Linked DNA regions of Sus scrofa: region 2 is linked to region 1. The links are chromatin contacts, called in public Hi-C maps. All regions are on one chromosome and are shown on one strand. Each heading gives the region's core, a stretch centred on a gene start, on an enhancer-like site or on the middle of the called end of the contact. The rest is flanking DNA. Distances are from core to core; before and after follow the strand shown. Region 1 overlaps LMO7 (LIM domain only protein 7). Region 2 has its middle 230 kb from the start of LMO7.

Evidence for each region. A called contact is a pair of places that touch in the nucleus more often than the background predicts.
Region 2: a contact with region 1 is called in a Hi-C map of embryonic fibroblasts, with 3 times the contacts expected there. The contact joins two enhancer-like sites. A contact is called at or near these places in 14 of 47 Hi-C or Micro-C datasets (alveolar macrophages, brain, embryonic fibroblasts and 7 more) and 1 of 2 datasets of contacts at active chromatin or transcription factors (skeletal muscle).

Annotation. Positions count from the first base shown.
Region 1 is chr11:47,973,574-47,979,329 of Sscrofa11.1, forward strand. All of the region lies in intron 2 of LMO7 (LIM domain only protein 7), which reads left to right. Among named protein-coding and RNA genes, the nearest start is that of LMO7, 65 kb to the left of the region's middle. Within about 2 kb of position 3,653, at least 4 of the 83 cell types and tissues checked have an H3K27ac peak or open chromatin away from gene starts, as enhancers often do. A contact at or near this core is called in embryonic fibroblasts, where this site is marked.
Region 2 is chr11:48,142,669-48,148,424 of Sscrofa11.1, forward strand. No RefSeq gene overlaps it. Among named protein-coding and RNA genes, the nearest start is that of LMO7, 230 kb to the left of the region's middle. Within about 2 kb of position 2,958, at least 23 of the 83 cell types and tissues checked have an H3K27ac peak or open chromatin away from gene starts, as enhancers often do. A contact at or near this core is called in embryonic fibroblasts, where this site is marked.

The sequences.
Region 1 (5,756 bases), core at 2,403-4,902:
TGATAAATAGTTATCAGTTCTTGGCCAGACTCTGTATGGGCATTTCTGGGAAGTTGGACTTCCAGGCGTCCTGTTTGAATCAGGATCACTTAGAGAAGGGCCTGGGAGCTGTCGTGTATCACAAGCACCACAAGTGATTCTAGAATGTGCTGAATTCTGAGTCAACGAGTGAGAGTCCTTCCTATGGGGCAGGAGTCATACAGGGCCTTGGGGATACAGTGAAAAAAATCTCTTGTAGCTTCCAAGTGACATGCCGTGGGGCCAACCCGGTGGTGACCTGGAGCTGGGAAGGGCGGGGGTGGCAGATGCGAGTGAAGGGTCTGTCGCCATCTGGAGAGTGTGTTCTCTCCGGGGCTGCCTGTCCTTAACTCTGGGCAGCCAGTCGTGGCTCTGAGGGAATACATGCCCAGCACTGCCAGACGCTTTCTTTTTAAAAGAGAAGCTGATAATCCATGAGGACTCAGTTTCAAGCCCTGGCCTTGCTCAGTGGGTTAAGGATCCAGCGTTGCTGTGAGCTGTGGGGTAGGTTGCAGACACAGCTCAGAATCCCAGTTGCTTCGGCTGTGGTGCAGTCCGGCAGCTGTAGGTCTAATTTGACCCCTAGCCTGGGAACTTCCATATGAGGCCCTAAAAAGACAAAAAAAAAAAAAAAATTATTAATGCTTCAAATTTTATAGTCTTGAAACAAATCATTCCAATAAGAAGAGGTGAAATTATTACCCAGCCAAGGATATTTTAAACTAAGATTAGACATGTTATGAAGCCCTCAGCAATATCTACTTTTTTTTTTTTTTTGTCTTTTTTAGGGCTGTACCCGCAGCATACAGAGGTTCCCAGGCTAGGGGTCTAATCAGAGCTACAGCTGCTGGCCTGGGCCACAGTCGCAGCAACTCGGAATCCGAGCTGTGTCTGTGTGTCTGCAACCTACACCACTGCTCATGGCAACGCTGGATCCTCGACCCACTGAGCGAGGCCAGGGATCAAATCCATATCCCATGGATATCAGTTACCACTGATCCATAAAGGGAACTCCAGCAATATCTACTTTTGAGATAATCTGGAACTTTGTTGATCTATTAAGGCCCTAGGAGAAACTTTGTTCTTACAAGTTGTTGGAGGAAAACCGATTTCTTAATCCTTCTGTTGTGGGGATGATAATTAATTGACAGCAGAGGCTAAGGTGGAGGCTCTGTATATAAGCTGTTTTCTATGGCTCTCTTTGTACACCTTACATGCGTTTTCTGTTTTGAAACCATGTGAGTAAAGTTTATTTTAAAAAGGTCGTAAGTACACTTAAGAAAACTTAGGGTCATGGAATTGTTTAGCTATAATGCAAAGATGATACATTTAAAAATAGAAAGATGCAAATACATAAAAGGAAGTATAATTAGAACATTTCTGTAAGTGAGGTAGTGGGCTAAAAATTTCACTTCGCAAATTTAGACTTAGGCCTATGAAATTATATGTAACCTTTAGGGGAGATAGGGATTTAGGGAGATAGTGCAGATTACGGTAGTAGCTTAATTTATTTATTCATATTCATTTATTTTTTTTGTCTTTTCTAGGGCCACACCTGTGGCATATGGAGGTTCCCAGCCTAGGGGTCTAATCGGAGCTGTAGCCGCTGGCCTACACCAGAGCCACAGTAACGCTGGATCCAAGCCACATCTGTGACATACACCACAGCTTATGGCAACGCCGGATCCTTAACCCACTGAGCGAGGCCAGGGACCGAACCCACAACATCATGGTTCCTAGTCAGATTGGTTAACCATTACGCCACCAAGGGAACTCCAGTAGCTTAATTTATATTGAACTTCTTTTGTATATAGGTTATAAGATGGTATTGAAGGCCTTTTTAAAAATCATCTTTTTTTTTTTTTTTTGGCTTTTTAGGGCTGCGCTTGAAGTATATGGAGATTCCCAGGCTAGGGGTCGAATTGAAGCTGTAGCCGTTGGCCTTCACCACAGCCACAGCAGCACCAGAACCAAGCTGAGTTGCAACCTACACCACAGCTCACTGCAACGCCGGATCCTTAACCCACTGAGCAAGGCCAGGGATTGAACCTGCATCCTCATGGATACTAGTCAGATTTGTTTCCGCTCAGCTACAATGGGAACTCATGGATATGTGTTTTTATTTCTCTTGGGTACATACCTAGAATAAACTGTAACTATCTCATTGGTTTTTTTTTTTTTTGCCATTTCTTGGGCTGCTCCCGCGGCATATGGAGGTTCCCAGGCTAGGGGTGGAATCGGAGCTGTAGCCACCGGCCTACGCCAGAGCCACAGCAACACGGGATCCAAGGCATGTCTGCGACCCACACCACAGCTCATGGCAACACCGGATCCTTAATCCGCTGAGCGAGGCCAGGGACTGAACCCGCAACCTCATGGTTCCTAGTCGGATTTGTTAACCACTGAGCCACGGCGGGAACTCCTGTAACTATCTCTTTGTTTCTTAGAAATGTGTTGTCAAGTGGAAGGAAGCTGACAAATGAATGGGTACCAGAAGGATGACATTGTCAGCTTGCAGCAAGGATCCATCAAGAATCATTTAGGCAGTCCAGTATCACGGGTCGCTTCAACTCCATCCCTTAATACTGAACTTACACTGGGGGAGTAAAGCATACCCTAAGTCCCAGGGATGAAACTATCAATTTGAAGTTCCTATAAAATAAGTGGTGACTCTCACCTGAGATACAGACACACAGTTTCCCAAAATGAATGCTTCCCACAGTGATGACTCTCATGGTAATTCACTGGGAGATAAGCAGGTAATTGTTGAGACTTGCTAATGTGTGTGGGAGACATTTCTGCACCGAACAATGATGTCTCCTGACTCTTGAGAACCCATGATTATATTAAGCATTTGAACTCTATTTGAAATATCCTGATAATGGATATTCACAGCTACATGCGCCTTGTGTTTTGTTTATTTAAAAGCTCCTTGATCTAGGAGAAAAAAGGTATGCACTAGACTAGGTGTTGGGTGGACTTTTTTCCCCTTGCAGTATTTTCCTTATTGTTTGCAACAGCACAAATTTGGAGTGTGAACCAGTATTTATGGACAAAATGTATTTATACTTTATTCTTTCGAAGTCGTTTTTGTGATTGTTAGCAGAACAAAGGATAGCTGTAAACCTGAGAGCATTTTTGTGTGTGATGTTTTTGGTGAATTTAACTAGCTGCTAATGGGGCTCAGGTTGTCTTAGATCTTGTATCTGGATGAAACTGGCACATAAAATTGTCAGCCCTGGAGCAAATCTTCCTTTCTTCCCTTGGTTTTATTTAGTTCTTTCCAGTTGTTTTCCATTGGTGGCTTATTAGTGGTTGTGGTTTAGCAAAAATAACTGGAGACTGTAAGCTAAGAGTTGGTAATGGTATCAGGATGTGGCTGCTTCTCCTGGACCAGAAATCATGTTGAAACTCATTTTTTTTTTTGCAGCCCCCCCCCCCCCCCCCCGCCCCTGCCACATCTAAGTGTACCTGGCATTTGGCCTAATGATGATGGAGTGAGAATTTGGAGTGTTTATGAGGACAGTTGGCTTTTAATTATCCAGGAGCTGTGTTCTTTTCTATCTGTCTCTCCTTCCTGGCTGTGTGAAGCCACGGGGCCCTTCCTAGGGGAGAGGTGGGAGGAGTAATTTGCACTCGCCACTGAGACCCAGGGCTTGTCGTGGGCAGCAGGGCAGAAAATGTTTAGATTTTTGACCACTATGAGATGTTGGATTCCATTCAGAATTCAGTGATCTGTGCAATTCTGATACCACTCTTGGAAGACTGTGAGTTGGCTTTGGTTTTGCTATCAGATGATGTTAGCATTGGCAAAAATTGTCCTGGTATACGCTGGGGATATTATGTAGTCCAAAGCCAAATCTTAAGAGGGGCTTGGAAATTATGCTGCTTGAGGCAGTGTTATTTTGCTGAATATACAAGTTAAACAAGAACATGCTGAAATTCAAAGGGTGAGCCGCATTTTAGAGAGATGCCTAGGCTCAAAATGCCATTTTGACCACAAATTTCAAAACAGGGTTGGACTTTTTAAGTGGAATTTCCAAGAATTGCTTCATCTTACTTTTACATTCCTAGTGCCGGCATCATGTCAGGTATGCACATAGCAGTTGTCATTACATGATTTTTTATTTTTTAAATTAAAAAATTTTAAATTATTTATTTATTTGTCTTTTTAGGACAATATCTCGGCAAATGGGGGTTCCCAGACTAGGGGTCAAATTGGAGCTGTAGCTGCCGGCCTACACCACAGCAGCTCGGGATCCGAGCCATGTTTGTGAGCTATACCACAGCTCACGGCAATGCTGGATCCTTAACTCACTGAGTGAGGCTGAGGATGAACCTGCGTCCTCATGGATACTAGTCAGGTTTGTTTCCCTGAGCCACTACAGGAACTCCCACATGATTTCTTAAATAAATGAGTAGCTTAATACTTTCTTAGTATCTTAGTTGAGAGTAATAAAGATAATTTATTTTATTCATTATTTAAAATATTTTTTATTGGAGTGTAGTTGATATACAAGGTTGTGTTAGTTTCATGTGTACAGTAATTTCAGTTATACATGTACTTACATCCATTCTTATTCAGATTCTTTACCCATATAGGTTATTACAGAATCTTTTTTATTTTATTTAATTTTTTAATTTTTTTACTTTTTGTGTTTTCAGGGCTGCACCTGTGGCATATGGAGGTTCCCAGGGTAGGGGTCTAATTGGAGCTGTAGCTGCTGGCCTATGCCAGAGCCACAGCAATGCCAGATCTGAGCCAAATCTGTGACCTACACCACAGCTCATGGCAGTGCCAGATCCTCAACCCACTGAGCGAGGCCAGGGATCGAACCCGCAACCTCATGGTTCCTAATCAGATTTGTTAACCACTGCACCACAACGGGAACTCCTATTACGGAATCTTAAGTTGAGTTTCTTATGCTATACAGAAGGTCTTTGTTGGCTGTTTTATGTATAGTAGTGCATGTTTATTTATACAAACCTCCTAATATATCTCTCCCCCCCTTCCCCCTTTGGTAACCAAGGAAAGATAATTGAAAAGGAAAGTTGAATTCTAATATATTCCTTAGTCTGGAAGAAATTGACGTAACAAATCAGTATGAAAAGCTCTTCACCCTGAGGTTTTCATCTGAGAATATTCCCTCTTGATGAGCTGCATCTCTGGAGTGACGTGTTTCTGTGGACTCCCGTATGTGTTTGTTCTTGGGCTGTTGACAAAACCAGGGTCGGTGATTTTGGGATTAGAGGCAGGCTCTTCCTCGGAGACACAACCAATCCCCACTCCTCCCATACCCATGAAATTTAGCCATTGGTTTTGCCTTTTTATTTTATTTTATTTTTCTGGTCTTGTTCTTCCTTGCTTAAAATGTTTGTGGTGCAGATATTCATAGGAAGAGTAATTAGATTTAACATAAAGGATGAGTATGTGTATGCTGTATCTCAGCCAATGAGAAGTTGGGTAAGGCAGTCCTGCCCTGGAGAGTAGGCAGAGTAGGCTGGGATGGAGCGGGGAGGTTCTGAATTACGTCGTAAAGGTCACGCAGTGTTTTCATAGACTTTCTCATTGGATGTTCCCTGCCTGTTAGGTAGGGACTGACCTCGGTCTTAACGCAAGCAGCTGTGTTGTAACTCGGTTTCCTGCGTCAGAATGGGGTAAGAGTGTCTACCGCATAGGGATGCTGTGGAGATGCAGGGAGATGGTGCCCGAAGGAAACCGTGAGTGTTGGTTGTCC
Region 2 (5,756 bases), core at 1,708-4,207, 170 kb after region 1:
TCCATATCACCCACAGAGTTATCCCTTTTTTTTTTTTTTGATAAGGACATTGAAGTTCTTTTAGCAAATTTCAATTACACAATGCAGTGTTGGCAATGAGAGTCTCCATATTATCCGTTAGATCCTCAGGCCTTATTCATCTTGCTGAAAGTTTATAACCCTTTTACTAACCTCTCCCCGTTTTCTTCAGCTCTGGCCCTAGGCAACTACTCTTCTACTCTTTAAAAACCAAAGCTTCACTGGATCAAAATAACATTTTGTAATGAGATGGGGAATGACCACAAAATACTGCTTTGCTACACTTGATGGCAACAATGTTTGATGGCTTTGTTTTCATTACTTTGTTTGGCAGTAGTTGAAGATATTCTGCATTTTTTCCTTTGCAAAGAAAAAAAAAGAAAAATTTCAAATGTGCTGACCTTTTCCTTGATAAGTGGCAGCCTGTCGTTTTCCTAGTAGATATTTAAAATACAAAAACAAGCTTAATTATCTTGTATGATAAAGGTAACTTTAAAAATAAATAAGAAAATATGTGTCCCTCTTTGCAGGAAACATACTATGAGAAATTAATATGTAAAAAGTTTCCATTGTTATCGGTTTTGTTAAATTAAAAAAACCTTGTAAATATTTTACACATAAAAAATTCTCATTAGAAACGAATTGATATATTTTTAGCAGAATTTGAACCAGTTCGTTTATATATACACAAAAGGCAGAGTCAGTGAGTGATAGGTAGTAGGATGGAGAATTAACTAGCTCATCTTTAACAAAATGGTAGCAGGCATTTAGGAATGAGTAGTCACTTAGTAAGTTACTAAGGGTGACTCAGTAAACCTGCCAGGGACAAACTCCTTCCACCTGCCTTTTTGGGCCAGCCTTGCACACCCAGGAGGCTGGTACACTTGTCCACAACCAAATCTTCCAGTCTTTTTATCATGAAGACATTTTGTAAAATCAGAGTATTCAGGAGTTCTCTTGTGGCACAGTGGATTAGGGATGTGGTGCTATTACTGCTGTGGCTTGGATCACTGTTGTGGCATGGGTTCAATCCCTGGCCCAGGAACTTCTGCATGCAGCAGGTGCAGCCAAAAAGGAAAAAAAAAAAAAGAGTTAATCATATAATCATATTGTGATTCACAAAATACCTAGAAAAATAAATATTTTGAGGGAGGAAAGTTTTTGTTGTTGTTGGGATTTTTTTGCTTTGTTTTGTTTTTTGTTTTTGTTTTCTTTTTTTTTTTTTAATGGCCGCACTTGTGGCATATGGACGTTCCTGGCCTAGGGGTTGCAGCTGCTGGCCTATGCCAGAGCCTCAGCAACACTGAGTCCCAGCTGTATCTGCAAACTACACTGCAGCTTGCCACAATTCTGGATCCTTAACCCACTGAAAGAGACCAGAGATGGAACCTACATCCTCACAGAGACAACTTCAGGTCCTTAACCTGTTGAGCCACATTGGGAACTCCAAGGGAGGAAAGATTTTTTTTTTAATACCGATAAATAAATAGTTTCATATACTGTTTTGATATTTACCTCTTTTTTACCTTCCATTTTCAGCATATTTTAATGTACCCAACCTATTACAGTGCTTATATATGATCTATTATTAAATATTAATATTGGGAGCTATGTGGTCTACTTTTAATCCTTTCCTAAAATAAGGTGATTTTAAAAGTTGGAATTAAAAATGTTTACAGTTCTGGCATCTGAAACCCAAAGAAGTAATGTGAATTGATGAATGCGTCTCAGACCAGACTGGAACTTAGGTCTTGCCCTGTTTGGGGTGTTCCCATCTTAAACCCTTTAAATGTCTTTTTAAAATTACTTTAAGTGAAGGAGGTTGCCCTAAAACACATATACATCCATTGGAGAATTGGAGCATTGGCAGTAGGACCCATTCTATTGTTTACATGGTTATAATATATCTGGGGGTAGAAACTTGAACTTTCAGGGACTCGGATCTCCATGTGAAAAGCTGTTGGTGATCAGAGCAAGAAATTGATCTCACCCTGAATTCTGCATTTTTCCATTAAGAGCTGTATTTGTCCATCCACCCACTCCCCGACCCCATGCCCAGCTTCTTGATAGTTGGATCCAAGTTTTCTAAATTTTTGGTATCTTCTTGGCAATTAGCACTTAGAATGAGGGGCAGATGGTGTGACAGTTGGACAACAGTGCTGAGTCATATGTGTAACCTTGAGTGACTTACTTTCCTTCTCTGTGCCTCAGTTTTCTTATACGTAAAACAAAAATGATACAAGGATTCCTAATAGTCTATATCTTATGAGCCTTCTATGACCAAGAACAGTCCCAAGGCAATTCATGTAAAATGCTTAGAAAAGTGGTTGGCAAATAGAAACAAACAACGCGTGTTAACTTTTAGCTGAACAGCTTATGCTGAGTGTTGGAAGAATAAACAAACTATCTTCTAAAAACTTTATTTCAGTTTTTGAGATAGTACAGGATTGACACAGGTAAAAAAAAATCAGCAATAAAAGAGCAGAATGCAACTATGTTCCTATTTCTGTTAAAGATTTATTCGTAGCATAACATTCTTTTTATGTATTTCTAACACACTAGGGGGCAGTGTTGGCACAATATTGGGGGGAAAAAACACCCAGGGGTTTTTTTTTTTTTTTTTTTTTCTTCCTCCTTTCCCCTTCCTGTTTGATAACTTTCTAGTTAGTTTTGGAATCAACGATCAGCCCAGTATTAGTAGTCTGGGCACAGCCCAGTGCTGAATCCTGCAGGAGAGGGGCTGAAGGATTAACAGGAAATTCAAATGATCCTTGCTTCATGAGCACAAATCCAAATCCAGGCTGTTACAAGCGGAGAAGCTCTGGGTTACTGCGCTTTTTTTTTTTTATTTCCCCTTTGTAGGAATAGGCTTAGGAACACTTTAGCTCACAACTCAGGGCCCTGGAGTGTGCGTGACGGTCCCGGAGCACTGCCAGCTTGGAGAGGCGGTCCTGTCTCAGCAGTCTCCATGTTTCCTCAGTTAATGAGCCACCTCCTCTCTCTGGGCTGGGGTTGCTGCAGCCACAATCCATTCTCTTTGTGGGCGAGGTCAGTAATTGCCAGGAAGGTCAGATCGTGATTTTAAAACTACTGGATTGTTAGAACATTTTTTATTGTTCTAAGATTTTTTTTTTTTTTTTAGCCTGGAGCTTTTCTGAAGGTAGATGATCACCAGTTAAAAAATGCAGCTGCCACAACTGGGCAAAGCCCTGGGGCCACAGAAAACGATGACAATACTCCCTGCTCCTCCTTTGAATTACATTTTCACCATGTAAATTGAGTTCCCCATCTGCCAGATGAACTCTTGAAGGGATTTGGGCATATATCTATCTTTGTCTTTATATCTACACACATACACACACACAACACATTTTTATTCATTCAACTCACAAATATGTTTGGAATGCCCAGTATGACCTAGGCACTGTCTACCGGGGGAAAAAACAAAACAAACAAACAAACAAAAAACGCAACCTAAAAGTTGAGAATTAACATTTTATTTGGCAGGCAAAGTTGAGGACTTAAACCCGGAAGACAGGCAGCTCTGAGCAACTATTACCCAGGAGGTAAGGGAGAAACCAGGATACAAAGGAGTTGTTAACAACAAAAACCAGGCAGTTGGAAGACCAAAAGATTACTGTTAACTATTGAGTTCTCGTTGTGGCTCAGCAGACACATATCTGCCTAGTAATTGTGAAGATGCAGGTTTGATGCCTGGCCTCACTCAGTGGGTTAAAGATCTGGCCTTGCTGTGAGCTGTGGTATAGGTTGGAGATGCAGCTCAGATCTGGCGTTGCGGTGGCTGTAGCGTAGGCCCATGGCTACAGCTCCCATTCGAGAACCTCCATATGCCTAGGGGTGCGGCTCTAAAAAGACAAAAGATAAAAAAAGGTTACTATTAAAGAAAAACCAGGCACCTCAAATTCATGTGTTTCGTGCTTTTCTATATATGGGAAGATGCATGAGCCTGGGCTCACTGAAATCATTCCTTTTTATATGCACCTCAGCTATCTAGGGCCACTATCCTGCTTTTCTCCATCCTTCAGGATACTCGGTTGGGTGTGGCTGCGGTGGCTACTTGAGGGCTGGCGCATCCTTTGTTTCCTGATATGGCAGGTGACATTTTTCATCCACAGCACTAATATCGACAATGCAGAAAAAGCAGGACCAAAACACATAAGTCATCCCTCTTATGGCACTTGTATTATATAGTATGTGTAAATGTGGCAGGTGGTGTAAGTGCTGCGAAATAACTGGTGTAAAGGGAAATGAAGGGGATTCTTTTTTTTCTTTTTTGGCCACTCCATGGCCTGTGGAGCTCCCGGGCCAGGGATAAGATGGAGCAGCAGTTTGTTTTTTATTTTTTATGTATTAGAGTATTGTTGATATTTTATTTTACTATTTTATTAGAGTATAGTTGATTTACAGTGTTGTGTCAATTTCTGCTGTGCAGCAAAGTGACCCAGTCATATGTGTGTGTGTGTGTGTGTATATATATATATATATATATATATATATGTATGCATGCATATACATTCTTTCTCTCATACCACCTTCTATCATGGTCTCTGCCGGGAGGCTGGAGAGGGCCCTGTGTTAAACAGTAGGACCTCGTTGCTTGTCCATTCTAAATGTGATACTTTGCATCTACCAACCCCAAACTCCCAGTCCATCCCACTGCCTCCCTCTCCCCCTTGGCAACCACAAGTCTGTTCTCTACATCCATGAGTCTCTCTGTGTTTTGTAAGTAGGTTCATTTGTGCTCTATTTTAATTCCAAATATAAGTGATATCATGTTAGTTGTCTTTCTCTTACTTCACTTAGTTTGAGAATCTCGAGTTGCATCCATGTTGCTGCAAATGACATTATATCATTCTTTTTTATGGCTGAGTAGTATTCCATTGTGAATATATACCAGATCTTCTTAATCCATTCATCTGTCTATGGACAATAAAGTTTTTCTCCATGTCTTGGCTATTGTGAATAGTGCTGCAATGAACATAGAAGTGCATGTATCTTTTTGAATTGTAGTTTTATCCGGATATATGCCCAGGGAGTGGGATTGCTGGATCACATGGTAGTTCTATATTCAGTTTTCTGAGGAACTTCCTTGCTGTTTTCCATAGTGGTTGTTTGATCCACCTCCTAGAATAATGAAAAGACAAAGAAAAATAAACCATTGGGACCTAATTAAACCCAAGATGCTGTTTTGACATATGCTACAGATGTGGCAATGCCAGATCCTGTGCTGGGCTGGGGATGGAGTCTGTGTCTCAGCCCTGTAGAGATGCTGCCATCCCACTGTGCCAAAGCAGGAACTGCAGGGATTCTTTTTTAGATAGGGTGGCCAGGAAAGGATTCCTGAGCATGGAAATGTCAGAGCAGACACCTGCATTACTATCGATTTTTTCTGTCTCCCCCAGGTTCATGTGTTGCATCCTAATACCCCATGTGATGACATTTGGAGATGGGGCCTTTGGGAGGTAATTAGGTCATGAGAGTGGAGCCCCCACGAATGAGATTAGTGCCCTTATAAAAGAGACTCTACAGAGATCCCTTGTCTCTTTCACCACGTGAGGACACAATGAAAACATGGTCATCTAAGAACAAGTAAGAGGGTCCACCAGACACCAAATCGACTGGTGCCTTGATCTTGGACTTCCAGCTTCCAGGATTATGAGCAATAAATTTCTGTTGTTTATAAGTCACTAGCCTATAGGAGTTTGTGATAGTAGCTT